Regions from separate parts of the Mus musculus genome. Here regions 2, 3 and 4 are each linked to region 1. A link is a contact called in public HiChIP or PLAC-seq and promoter capture Hi-C data. All regions are on one chromosome and are shown on one strand. Each heading gives the region's core, a stretch centred on a gene start, on an enhancer-like site or on the middle of the called end of the contact. The rest is flanking DNA. Distances are from core to core; before and after follow the strand shown. Region 1 holds the start of Cspg4b (chondroitin sulfate proteoglycan 4B). Region 2 holds the start of Arl15 (ADP-ribosylation factor-like 15). Region 3 holds the start of Hspb3 (heat shock protein 3). Region 4 has its middle 17 kb from the start of Snx18.

Region 1 (3,051 bases), core at 396-2,895:
TCTCCCAGGCATCACAAAGTAGATTTCGAAAGATTTGGGCTTACAATATTTGTCCTGCTGTCCTGACAGCTTGAAGAACATACATGTTACAGCGCGTGCTGCGGGATTCTTAATTCAACAAAGAAGCCACACTCCTAACCTTAGGGAATATTGTGCCCTACTGTCTCCTACCCCACTAACTGCGGACATAATGGATAGGAAAGGCAGGAAATGGGTGTTTATTGACCATTCTTTGGCTGCTAAGCAGTTGTTTTAGTTAAGCCTCGTGGAAGATGTTATTATCGTAGTAAATTTACAGAGGCCCAGAGTAGTAACTGAGAACAGAATATAGCCCTTGGGTTTGAAGTTCTCCCTCACTGACTCTTAATCCGTAAACTTCTCTTTGCCCCCATACTATTACTGGCCCCCTGTCTGAAGCCATGTGGGTTTTTCTTCCAAAGTCCATTCACTGCCCTTTGGAGTCTCTCCTCTTAGACTCAACACCTGTTCCTTCAGTCAGTCACAGCAGCCAACAAGCCTCCTCCGACCCTTTGCCACACCCACCCTTGGAATCAGTCATGAAGGGGCAAGGCAGCCTGCAGATGAGGACCTAGGAAATATGAAGGAGGATAAAGAAGGAGTAGAGCTTTTCCGAGCAGCCTGAAGAAGTGGAAGGGTGAGGCATCTTCAAGAACCTAGAAGGCCCTTGGACTCCAAAGAGGCCAAATGACGTCATCACGCAATGATCATGCAAGCAGCGATGCTGTTCGGCCACTCTGAAAATGAATTTAAATCCTGAGAATTTCATCTAAATACTATGCACATGCAACACGTGTGATTTAGAATTTCTTTTCCCGTTTAAAAACAAAGTCACCTGGAAGTCATTTTTGAATTGATGTTGGGAAGGCCTAGGAAGTGGAGCTCATAAAAGTCCAAAGAACCACGTGTTTAGTAATCTGGAGGGAGGCAAAAAGCCAAGGGGGGGGGGGGGAATAAAACACTAAGTATTTGAGCTCAGAAAAGTTAAGGTTCCCTACGGTGCAGGGACAAGAAACCAGGGGTCAAAGACTAGCCCAGGTGAACAGAAGGTCCCCCACTCACTGCATTTCACGTGAGACCAAAGAGCTCCAGACCCAAACTGAAAAGATGCAGCCGGGCTGCCCGCAGGAGTCGGCCATTCTGCTGGTCGGGTGGCCGACCTTAAAACTCAGTACACCGGGAGGAGGTGGGGCACAGGCTGGGGCTGGGAGTTGGAAGGGGTCGGCCGCCAGCAAGCCTGTGAGCAGGGCCGCGTCGCGTCCTCCCCTCTGCCCAGCTTGGGGACAAGGGGCCTGATCGCGCCTGGGGGCCTGAGGGACCGAGGGCCGCGCGCCCTGCTCGCCCAGCCTCCGACTCGACCGGACCGGACCCGACCCACACTCCTACCGGCCGCCCACCCTCTCCGCGTAGCGCCGCTTGGCTCGGCCCGCCTCGGGCGGGGAAGGGAAGTTGGGGCGCGTACCTCCGAGCCCCCCGCGCGGCCCGCAGAGCCCCAGAAAGGCGGTGAGCAACAGGAGGCCGCAGGCCCCGGGCCGCCCCATCCCGCCGCGCCGTCTCCGGGGCCCGCGCCGAGCTCTACCTGCGCGGCCCGCGACCCGCCTGCGCGCCCCAAAGCCTGGAGAGAGGCGGCGCCCCGCGCGACACGACGGGGCGGGGCACTTCTGCGACCTGCAGCTGTTGCGCGGGATCAGAGCCAGCTAGATCGAAGGCTCCAAGGCAGTGCAGGCTACAAACAGGACAGGGAGTCGGTGGTCCCCTCCCCTGCTTGCAGATTTGAAGTTTAGTGTCCCTGGGTGGAACGGGGAGCTCCGGGCAGCAGGCTGAGGGGATAGAAGGGCAGGACCTAGGCTGGCCTTGAAACAACCTGTCCCTATGACCACAGCACATCCCAGGGGGACAGTGGGTTTTTCTCAGCCTTATCCTAAAGCGGGCCTTCTGTGTAATGTTTGTGAATGTGTGTTGGATGAGCAGAACACGGTAGGAAAGAAGTAGCCTGTCATTTCTTTGCAAATGTGAGCCTTACTTTTAGATTTTTTTTAAAGCTCAGTCCGAGTTAAACCTTTGAATTTCTGGAGCAACTGCCTGTCAGAATAAGGTCTAAGATTTTATGTGTCGATATCACGTCTTACCTTGGGAGCCATGATTACAAGTCACAGGGAGGAGACACCCCCACACAAGTAGAGTCCAAGGAGATGGTTGGACCAGACGATTCCAGGGCTCTCTAAAACCAGCTTCCCTGGGCTACATTTTGCGATGCTCGGGGTGGTCAAAATGGCAGCTCTCCAGCTACCAGGATAGTCAATGTTAGTCCTGCTTTGTTCTTAGCAAAACCAAGGATGACTTCATTTCCCACCCGTTCCATTCTTGGTTCTTTAATAAAGTGCTTTTTAAAGCAAAGAATCACATTTTGACCTTTTCTGCAGCCGAAAATCTGTGAGGCCTCTGTTCCACTTCTAAAAAGAATACGTTTCGTCCACCCAGCAGCCTTCCATGATCCTGGGAACCTCGCCCTCCTTTAGAGAAACTGTACTCTCTGCCTGCCTCACCATGTGTGGGAATTAGGAGTTGGCATCCACTTCTAAGAACCCCCTCTCTGTCACGTGATGGGCTGGGGTGGGTACTCGTGACTGGAGCAGGGCCAGGCAGTTTCCAATCTGAAGATTTCCACTGAATGCATCTAAGGAAGAGGGCCTGCAACTCTCCGGAGTGGGAGGCAGAGAAACTATGAATGGCTCTGACTTTTCTAATAAGCTAGCGCACAAAAAGAAGACAGGACCTAGAAAAAGGTTGTAGCTCCACCTGGGGTCTACTACCTCCATGAGCCAGCCCTGAAACCAACTGTTCCTTAATCATTTCACGGACGTTTTTGCATAAACCATTCACGTCCACTTTTAACCGAATCTCCCTGGAGTTAAGTTCCATACTTAACTTATTACCAAAAGCAACCTGTCAGTGTGAGCCCAAGCATGGTAATGTGCTGGTGTGTATATTGGTGGCCTGTTTGGTGGCCTGTCACAGTGACAAGTCATCTGA
Region 2 (3,051 bases), core at 229-2,728, 500 kb before region 1:
CATAGCCATAGCATGATATGGGTAAACTACAAATCAACCAACCATTTAACTTTCAAAATAGCCTCCTGGACATATTTGAGAATCATCAACCTACAAGGACGCTTAAAGAATGTTCACAGATAGCCCACCTAACCTGGCGCAGCGATAACACCCCTTTATGACAAAGATAGAAGTCACTGCCATGAATACATAGACAGCAAAACCAAAATTCAACTGAGACTCTGACTTCGGCTCTGTTCTCAAGGTCGCGCACTAACTGGTCTCCATCCTTGCCAGTTTCTACACACCTGAATAAACCCTCATACACTGGTAACGTTACAACGCAGCCCTCTCTTTCTTGGTCTGGAAAGTATTCGGTCTTTCTCCGTACAGCCTTAAGTGTAATTCCTAGAAGGCACTGACAAATCTCTGCTAGGCCAATCTGCAGTGGAAAAACCATGTGTCCTACAGGATGACAGAAGGGCCAACACTTCTAACCCTCTACTTCAGCACTGCATGGCAACAGCCGTTCGTTCTGACACCATCCACGCAGAAAATGGGCAGGATCGAACACGGTTCATGTCAAAAAGGATCTGCTTGACCACAAACAGGCAGCTCTGTGGAAATACAATTTCTGGAACGAAAACACGAGGCTTGCACAATTCTAGAAACACGTCTAAGTGTTCCGTTCCAGCGCTGTGCTAAAAAAACTTTTCCTACCTAAACTTCCCAGCACGGGGCTGATCTCAAACCGATTGCCAAACCATGCACACCATGCACAAAAGCGGCGTGCACCACAACCACAGCCGCGGGGCAATGCCTGTCCCTGCCCAATCCTGCTCAGGCCGGGTTGCAATGTGGTTTAGTCCAGTCTACTTTCTGGTAATGTGTTTTTAAAATCCCGCCACGACCCAGGTCATTCCTTTAGAGATCTAATAACGACCAAATGACCGGACCTGCCAGGCACTTAGCGAGCCATTCTGCTTATGGCTCTTTAATAGCTCTTGGAGTTCTGCTAAGAGGAGAGCGGAAAACTCCAGCTTCCCCGGAAAGAAAGTCCTGCGCCGGGAGCGCGGAGAGGCGCGCGGAGCGTGGCCCCATCTCCCGCAGTCCCGCCGGTCCCCTCCGCGCCTTTACCTGTCAGCCCGTCCTCTCCCCCCGCCGCCGCCCCTCAGAGCCAGCCCCGGGAGAAAGCAACCCAAGGCATCCCATCCCAAAGAAAGAAAGCCGAGAGGCTGCTGCTCCAGGCAGGGGGCCATGGGCCACCGCGAGATCCGAGAGGCGACATGCCGCCGGCGCCCCGCACCTACCAGATAATCCATGTACAGAAACGCCTCAGTTATCCGGAGATCAGACATCCGGCAGCCTAAAGCATCCGGAATGGCTCCGAACCCGGAAAAAAAAAAAAAGCAGCAGCGTCTCGGGCTGCCAGCGAGCAGCTCCTGAAAAAGCCAGCAACAGCGAAGATCGCCGAGAGCAGCCGAGGAGCCGAAGATTACACCAGGGAAGCGACGATTGGCTGGGAGGGCGGGCCGAGGAAAAGGAGCGCGCTCATTGGCCGGAGTGTCTATAAAAGGCAGTCCCCCCGGTGGAGGGCAGCAGAGAAGCGCGGGACCCGGGACGGTGCTGGTTCCTGTTTGCTGGGGGAGGGGCGGGCGGAAACGCGCTGCGGCCCCGGGAGGCCGACTCTCAGCCTCTAGTCCGCTCGAGACCCGGCAAGCAGCCTGCCTGAGATTGAAGAGCAGCGGCGGCGGCGTCCCCGCCCACCCCTCCTTAAGAAAGCAGCCCAGGGCGGTGGGAGGCAGTTGCCCCGAGCGCCTTCCTGTGGCCTTGAAACGCCCTGGACCTGCGGATTAGAAGGGCAGACACCTTAAAGAAGGCAAACTGTGCAGTACTGGGGACTGCATTGACCCTCCAGGGTGTGGGTGTCTGCTACGGCGGACAACTTGAACTTGACCTTCCTGCGGCTCAGCACCAGTGCAGTCCAGACTAGGAACCTAGAGACTCACAAGTAAATTGATCACCCCAAACATTGAAGGAGACAGGCATCTGATCTTTGCATGCTTAATCCAATGTACCTGAATAGAATGAGCGGTGGGATTGTGAAAGTCCTCTAAAGGACCCAAGTAATACTGTTTGTGAACCTTATCTTAGGAAAAACAGAGCCGGTGCACTTGAGACTTGTGCGTTTCCTAAATTAAAAAAAAAAAAAAGAAAAAAAGAAAAAAAAAAGCAAGCCGGGCGGTGGTGGCGCACGCCTTTAATCCCAGCACTTGGGAGGCAGAGGCAGGTGGATTTCTGAGTTCGAGGCCAGCCTGGTCTACAGAACGAATTCCAGGACAGCCAGGGCTACACAGAGAAATCCAGAGAAACCCTGTCTCAAAAAAACAAACAAACAAACTTGGGGCCCGGGCAGTGGTGGTGCACGCCTTTGATCCCAGCACTTGGGAGGCAGAGAGGCAGGCGGATTTCTGAGTTCGAGGCCAGCCTGGTCTACAGAGTGAGTTCCAGGACAGCCAGAGAAATACAGAGAAACCCTGTCTCGAAAAACCAAAAAATAAAAAATAGAAAAATTTTAAAATTTTTTTAAAAAAGAATTACTTGGAATTGAGTGAAAATGGGAGTCAAGCGAGATAAAGACAACGGTCAGTTCTGGATTTTTTTTCTTTCACCTCCAAGATTCAGGCTAGAAAGGACAGTCAAGGCAAAGGTGAGACAAGATAAGCATGCCATTTGGAGTTGGGTATGGAGAGGAGTAAAATATAGAATGGCAAGAAAATAAAAATCAAAATTGAATCTACTGGCTTAGTGCAACTGAGACTTACTAACCCTGGAGTAAAACAAAACAAAACAGAACAACTCCTTTTAAGAAGTTATTACTTAAACACATATATCTTGAAAATTATATCAATAAAGGCCAGCTCTGTCTGTACACGTGTATTCAAAAATGAATATTAAAAGGGTGCCATATCTTTTGTACCAGTAATTCCATTTCTAGAAATTCTTAGGATAAGAGCTGTGGACAGTGTTCTAAGTGAACATTTCCTGCAATGATTATAGTAGAATTTTGTC
Region 3 (3,051 bases), core at 253-2,752, 370 kb before region 1:
TCGTCAATTCTGTTCCATTGGTCTACTTGTCTGTCACTATACCAGTACCATGCAGTTTTGATCACAATTGCTCTGTAGTACAGTTTTAGGTCCGGCATGGTGATTCCACCAGAGGTTCTTTTATCCTTGAGAAGAGTTTTTGCTATCCTCGGTTTTTTGTTATTCCAGATGAATCTGCCGATTGCCCTTTCTAATTCGTTGAAGAATTGAGTTGGAATTTTGATGGGGATTGCATTGAATCTGTAGATTGCTTTTGGCAAGATAGCCATTTTTACAATGTTGATCCTGCCAATCCATGAGCATGGGAGATCTTTCCATCTTCTGAGATCTTCTTTAATTTCTTTCTTTAGAGACTTGAAGTTCTTATCAGGAATTCAAGCCCATACCTAAACATGATAAAAGCAATCTACAGCAAACCAATAGCCAACATCAAAGTAAATGGTGAGAAGCTGGAAGCAATCCCACTAAAATCAGGGACTAGACAAGGCTGCCCACTTTCTCCCTATCTATTCAACATTGTACTTGAAGTCCTAGCCAGAGCAATTAGACAACAAAAGGAGATCAAGGGGATACAAATTGGAAAGGAAGAAGTCAAAATATCACTTTTTGCAGATGATATGATAGTATATATAAGTGACCCTAAAAATTCCACCAGAGAACTCCTAAGCCTGATAAACAGCTTCAATGAAGTAGCTGGATATAAAATTAACTCAAAGAAGTCAATGGCCTTTCTGTACACAAAGGATAAACAGGCTGAGAAAGAAATTAGGGAAACAACACCCTTCTCAATAGTCACAAATAATATAAAATACCTTGGCAGACTCTATTTTTATGTAGCACATCTTGAAGAAGTTCCGCGGCAGCTGCCTCAGTCTTGGCCAGTGGAAGGACAATGAAAGGGTGCTCTAGTTGAGAAATGATGTGCAGTGAGTGTCTTTGCCCATTCAATAGCATGGTGTTGATTAGATTCATTCTTTGTTTTCTGAACCTTAATATGAAATAGTTGAACGCTTTGCATTTTGCCCTCTGCTATTGACTATTTCTGTCAGTCCTGAGCTCCCAGGCTCCCTCTGAAGTTGCACAGTCTTCTCGCTTAGTCATCCCATCTCATTTTGCCGAGTCAGATGTACAAACACCAGCTGATGTGGTTCAGGTGTCCTTTAGGCACAAAAGAGTAAAAAGAACGGAATAGGATCCGAACTTAGCTGGAGTTTAGTAGCTGTTTGAAATTGATTGATTTCTCATAAACCAGAGTTAGAATCGTCTCTCCCCGAATGGAATTTTCAGGCAGAGGGAGAGGCTTGTACTGAGATGATTGCACACTTTGCAGGTCACACGGTGTGATCTTCAAGCGCTGCTTCTGGTTTCTACTTTGTGTTTTGGGGTGAACAAGGCAGACAGGCCTGCCAAGGCTAAGGGAGCGTGCAAGTGCGATCCCTGCCTGGCCCACTTGTACAGGCTGTGAGCTAAATGCAACTCGCAGAGGCGGCTATAAATAGCCATTCATTGTCAGTGTGTGTGAAAAGACAAGAGTCAGTGTGCCGGTCTGATTCAGCCCCAATTAAGCTGCCGTCTGGGCAGGACTGTAAACGGAGCTGCTAGGACTAAGAATCGAGTCCGCAGGCAACGCCAGAGACTAGACACTCACGGAAGGGAAGTGGTTCAACGCTGGAGTCGCCTCTGCTATGGCAAAAATCATTTTGAGGCACCTCATAGAGACCCCAGTGCGTTATCAGGAGGAGTTTGAAGCTCGAGGCTTAGAAGACTGCAGACTGGATCATACACTATACGCACTGCCCGGGCCAACCATCGAGGACCTGAGTAAAGCCAGAGGCGCAGGCACGCCACAGGCTCTGGCAGAGGACTCAGCCTCCACGGAGAAGCCACCCGGAGAAGGCAAATCCCGTTTCCAGATCCTGCTGGATGTGGTCCAGTTCCTGCCCGAGGACATCATCATCCAGACCTTCGAGGGCTGGCTGCTGATCAAGGCACAGCACGGAACCAGAATGGACGAACACGGGTTTATATCGCGGAGTTTCACCAGACAGTACAAACTGCCAGATGGAGTCGAAACCAAAGATTTGTCTGCCATCCTCTGTCATGATGGAATCTTGGTGGTGGAAGTCAAAGATTCACTAGGGACCAAGTGAAAGCCTTTTGGTTGCTCTTCATACCCCAGGAAGGAAGATGAAAGCCAGGGACACCCCGGGAATGCTTAAACTTTTGAGATGGATTGCTGTCACTTTTATGAGGATTAAAAAAAACCAAATGTATCCACCGTTCCTGGTATGTGGAGGTTGTCTTTCTTATTGGTAGCCAGAAAGGAAGGTTTTCAAATGTGTTTGTGCAGTTAGGAGTGCTGCTGCTTTTACAATGAAGCCACCTCAGAGCTAGCAGACTGTGGTTGGTACTAGAGAATGCTCAGCCTGGTTTTTGATGAGTCTAAAATTCCACAGAGGCCATTTGGACAACCCATGGCAAACCAGTCCTTGTCAGTAAAGAGATCTGATTTTTCCTCACTGTATGAAAAGTTTCTGCATTGCTAGAAAGAGGGGGGAGGGCTTCAAAGAGAAAATTTTATTTCTGTATACTATAATTTACGGGACCTGGGTCTGAATCTAGTTAAAAGTCACAACAGTTGTTGCTCATTTAAACATCAGTGGGGATCTTCAGGTATTTTAGTTTTTTAAAAGTTCCCATATAGACCACATATAGTTTTCAAAGCTAAACTGAACCCTACCAGAAGTTTTGCTGCTAGACAATGTATACTACTTGCTTTGGTGTTATATTTGTTAGCCCAGAGTGTATAGTGTCTCGTATGCTAGGTGTGGGAAACTAAAACGTTGCATTGCTGGGCTCAGGAAATCTTAATGCTCGCTATTTTGAAGGGGGGATGGCCAGTGCCAGCGTCTGCTGTCTCTACTGGTCGAAAGTTTTAAATAACCTTGCGGCCAGTGAGGAACCTGAGCTCACGCAGCCATGAGAGCTGGGTGCATAGTCTGGGGCAGCACATGCTTGTCAGGACTCCCTTAGTGCCTCTGTTCTCCCAAA
Region 4 (3,051 bases), core at 175-2,674, 340 kb before region 1:
GCTTAGGCTACCAAGGGAAGGTAGGGGACAGGGATGGCTGGAAAAGCTAGGCACGCTAAGCCAGGTACAATGATGGCACAGGCACGTAATCCTAATGGGAGAGTGTTTGGTTTCAGACCTTGGAACAAGGAACTGAGGTGCATATTTTATACATCAAAGCAGGCCTCCAGGGTCTCTCAACCCTCAAAGTTACCTTCCTCTAAAGGCGTTTGCTTTATGATCCAGACATTTTGGGGGCTCTCCCTCTCTCCCTCCCTCTCCCCCTCCCTCTCCCCCCCCCTCCCTCTCCCCCCCTCTCCCCCTCCCTCTCCCCATCCCTCTCTCTGCCTGTCTCTCCCTCTGTCTCTCCGTGTCTCTCTCTCTCTGTCTCTCTCTCCCATCCCTCTCTCCCTCTCTGTGCCCAGGCCCTTTCTCCCCCCATACTCCACCCCATGATGACTTCCCAGGCCTCAGTCCTTGGGGCCAGCGAACTCACCTGAGAGCAGCTTCCGGATAAACTTGTATTTAATATGACCTAATCTGGTTTGAATAGGCTCATTTCGCCATCAAAGAACTAGCCTATTAGGGAGAGGTAAAGGCAGGAAGGATGCTTGTGAGCTTGGAGTCACTTTGAACTACAGTGTGGCTTTATCTCAAAACAAAACTGCCCAAACAAAACCAACCAGGAACTTGGTATAAAGAAAAGGACTGTCAGACTATCATGAGTCTGTGTTCGCCGCTGATTTATTTCAAGGCAGACTTCATTGCCGCCCTGTCTCCCGAGAAACATGAAGGGACACTAGACTGAAACTAGAACTTGACCTTGGCGAGGCCACTCATGGGAAGGGGCGTGGCTAAAAAAGTAGCTATACATTCTTTCGTCCTTTATTTCCAACCAAGACTGGAGCCATGATTCAGAGGTTTCATCGGTATTGGAAAGCTGAAACTACAAGGTATAAAACTCCCTGGATGGGGGGCTGTGGAAGAGGCACAAAAGGAACCGCAGCTGGGGCAGGAATAAGGTCCTCCCGGTGCTGTGGATTTAACAGGTCTGCCCAATTTCAGAGTCCCCAGCCACTTCAAAGGGGACAGAGTGGGAGAACTTGGATACAGCTAGGAAGTTTAACAAGAAACTTTAGAGCACTGTAGAGAAGAAACCAAACGTGGCTTCTGCCCTGACCACACTGTTGTGTGCTGTGAAACAGGAAGTGGCTGCTGAATGTCCTCCTCACGCGCTCGCTCTCCACCTTCCGGGACAGAAGTTTCCCTGGAAACCCGCCGCGATGGTGAAGCAGATGGAGGGAGGCAGGGTGAAGAGCAAAGACCACATGTTATAAAACGGGAACACTTGCTTTTATACATCGAGTGTGCGTAGTTGGTGCCCCCTTCATGGTTCCAATCCTCCCGATCGTTCGATAGGCCCTCTGTGTACAGTACACTTGCCTCTGACTGATTGTGCCTTCAAGGGAGGGCTCCTCCCATGCCTGCCCCGGGTTTCTACGTGCCTCCATCCTGCTTCAGCCTGGAACATTCTATTAATACTTCTAGCAAGACTCGTTGCTCTTTTTGTTTTTAAATCCTAATCTTCCCCTCTCAGATTATCTTGAAAAGAATCAGCAACGCTTGGGTGTGTCGCTTTGTACATTGAACGGCTGTCTGGTCACCCTGAAGGTGATGTGGTAGACACAATAAAGCAACCCCACTGATCTATATCCTTGTATAATCTTGTCCCCTGGGTATTGGTAGAAACTGTGACTTGCTTCTAAACTGTAAAACAATGGCAAACATGATCAGATGTCACCCTGATGACCATATTTTGTTATAAAAGACTGTCTTGACTGGATGGAAAGGGTCCCTTGCTAGCTTTGAAGATACTGTGTTATGGGAATGCCGTAGAGCAAGGAACTTCAAGAGGATAAGGGTCCCAAACCAACAGCCAGCAGGAAAACAGGGACCTTGGTGTCCTAACCTTAAGGGATAAATTCTGACAACACGGAAGGAGTTCAGAAGCAGGTGCTGGCTTCCCTTTTCAGGTTTCTAGAGGAGCACACCACCCAGCTGACCCCCTGTAGCCCTCGGATACCCTGAGGTCAGGATATAGCTGAGCCGTGTTCAGATGCCTCCCATGGTAGGAAACTCTGAGCTCACAGCAAGGCGAGCTTTTGAAAGGGCTAACTCGGCAGGCACGCAGTAGATAGCCGAGAAAGGCAGCAGACAAGAGATACTCTGGAGATGCTTGGTGATAAGAAGAAATCAGAAAAGACAAGAGACTTTTCAGAGCCTCTTTTAAAGACAGGCGTACTTCACAGAATGCCCCACCCAGCCTGTGCTGTGTCAGTCATGTAGAATTTGCCTTGTATAAACACTGCGACTATGGCTTTGAGGAGATATTTGCGCCAGTCAGGTTTTAGCCAGGAAAGCAGAAATCATTATGCCACTTGAATGATGTAATGCACATGCTCTCTTGAGCAGGCGGTGAGAGCAGACAGCAAGCCTGAGATGAGCATGGCAGCCTAGAGGCTAGCAGCAACTCCGGGGTGAGGGTGGGGGGGTCTAAGCAACCTCCGGGCTCCTCCCTAAGTTCCGTATTTTATATGGTGCTTGTGTGTATGCACAGGTTAAGCATTTTGTTTTGTTTGAGACTGGGTCTGGCTCTGTTGCTCAGGCTGGCTTCACACCCAAGATTCTCTTGCTTTAGCCTCCCAGTAGCTGAGATGACAGGTATATTCCACCGTGGTCTGCTTCAGTTAGGGAACGCGTATGCCTTGTCTTATTATTAGTTGCTTATTATTAGTTGTTTCAGCAGATTCGATTACTGGAAGTCTGAGCTTCCCTACGGTAGCTGAGAAATAAAGCCACGGATAAGAGTCAACAAAATGACCAACAAAGAGACCTTCAAGGGATCCAGATCCTGGGACTGTTGCGGGAAGACTGGAAATGGGCAGCATCCTAGGGGTAACCAGAGAGCTCTGTTTCAGCGTGTTACCATAGTTGTTCTATTCCATTCCCATGAGCAATTAGACAGTTCAGAAAAATAGCTGGCTCAGGACAATAGAAACGTCTACTAATGGG

Evidence for each region. HiChIP or PLAC-seq counts read pairs in DNA pulled down with a chosen protein or histone mark. Capture Hi-C pulls out chosen DNA fragments and counts their contacts.
Region 2: an H3K4me3 HiChIP or PLAC-seq map of stem cell-derived neural progenitor cells shows a contact between it and region 1, with 5 times the contacts expected there. The contact joins the promoter of Arl15 here to the promoter of Cspg4b in region 1. A contact is called at or near these places in 1 of 39 promoter capture datasets (hippocampal neurons), 1 of 484 Hi-C or Micro-C datasets (nephron progenitors), 9 of 115 datasets of contacts at active chromatin or transcription factors (astrocytes, bone marrow-derived macrophages, cardiomyocytes and 4 more) and 2 of 9 other capture datasets (adipose tissue and embryonic stem cells).
Region 3: a promoter capture Hi-C map of adipose tissue shows a contact between it and region 1, with 17 times the contacts expected there. The contact joins the promoter of Hspb3 here to the promoter of Cspg4b in region 1. A contact is called at or near these places in 11 of 39 promoter capture datasets (the C10 cell line, cranial neural crest, embryonic stem cells and 8 more), 2 of 484 Hi-C or Micro-C datasets (bone marrow-derived macrophages and embryonic fibroblasts), 17 of 115 datasets of contacts at active chromatin or transcription factors (bone marrow-derived macrophages, cardiomyocytes, craniofacial prominence and 8 more) and 4 of 9 other capture datasets (adipose tissue, embryonic stem cells, liver and 1 more).
Region 4: a contact with region 1 is called in an H3K4me3 HiChIP or PLAC-seq map of bone marrow-derived macrophages, with 8 times the contacts expected there. The contact joins the enhancer-like site here to the promoter of Cspg4b in region 1. A contact is called at or near these places in 2 of 484 Hi-C or Micro-C datasets (bone marrow-derived macrophages and embryonic fibroblasts), 17 of 115 datasets of contacts at active chromatin or transcription factors (bone marrow-derived macrophages, craniofacial prominence, embryonic basal ganglia and 9 more) and 4 of 9 other capture datasets (adipose tissue, embryonic stem cells, liver and 1 more).

Annotation. Positions count from the first base shown.
Region 1 is chr13:113,291,764-113,294,814 of GRCm38.p6, reverse strand. It overlaps Cspg4b (chondroitin sulfate proteoglycan 4B), which reads right to left and starts at 1,645. Exons shown (of 10, transcript NM_001378698.1): 1 at 1,481-1,645. The coding sequence starts at 1,559.
Region 2 is chr13:113,792,935-113,795,985 of GRCm38.p6, reverse strand. It overlaps Arl15 (ADP-ribosylation factor-like 15), which reads right to left and starts at 1,478. Exons shown (of 5, transcript NM_172595.4): 1 at 1,290-1,478. The coding sequence starts at 1,337.
Region 3 is chr13:113,662,127-113,665,177 of GRCm38.p6, reverse strand. Hspb3 (heat shock protein 3) reads left to right here and starts at 1,502. Exons shown (of 1, transcript NM_019960.2): 1 at 1,502-2,282. The coding sequence starts at 1,686. The coding sequence ends at 2,150. The region is part of intron 1 of Gm34586 (a long non-coding RNA gene); the gene reads right to left.
Region 4 is chr13:113,634,299-113,637,349 of GRCm38.p6, reverse strand. No RefSeq gene overlaps it. Among named protein-coding and RNA genes, the nearest start is that of Snx18, 17 kb to the right of the region's middle. Within about 2 kb of position 1,424, at least 98 of the 459 cell types and tissues checked have an H3K27ac peak or open chromatin away from gene starts, as enhancers often do. A contact at or near this core is called in adipose tissue, bone marrow-derived macrophages and microglia, where this site is marked.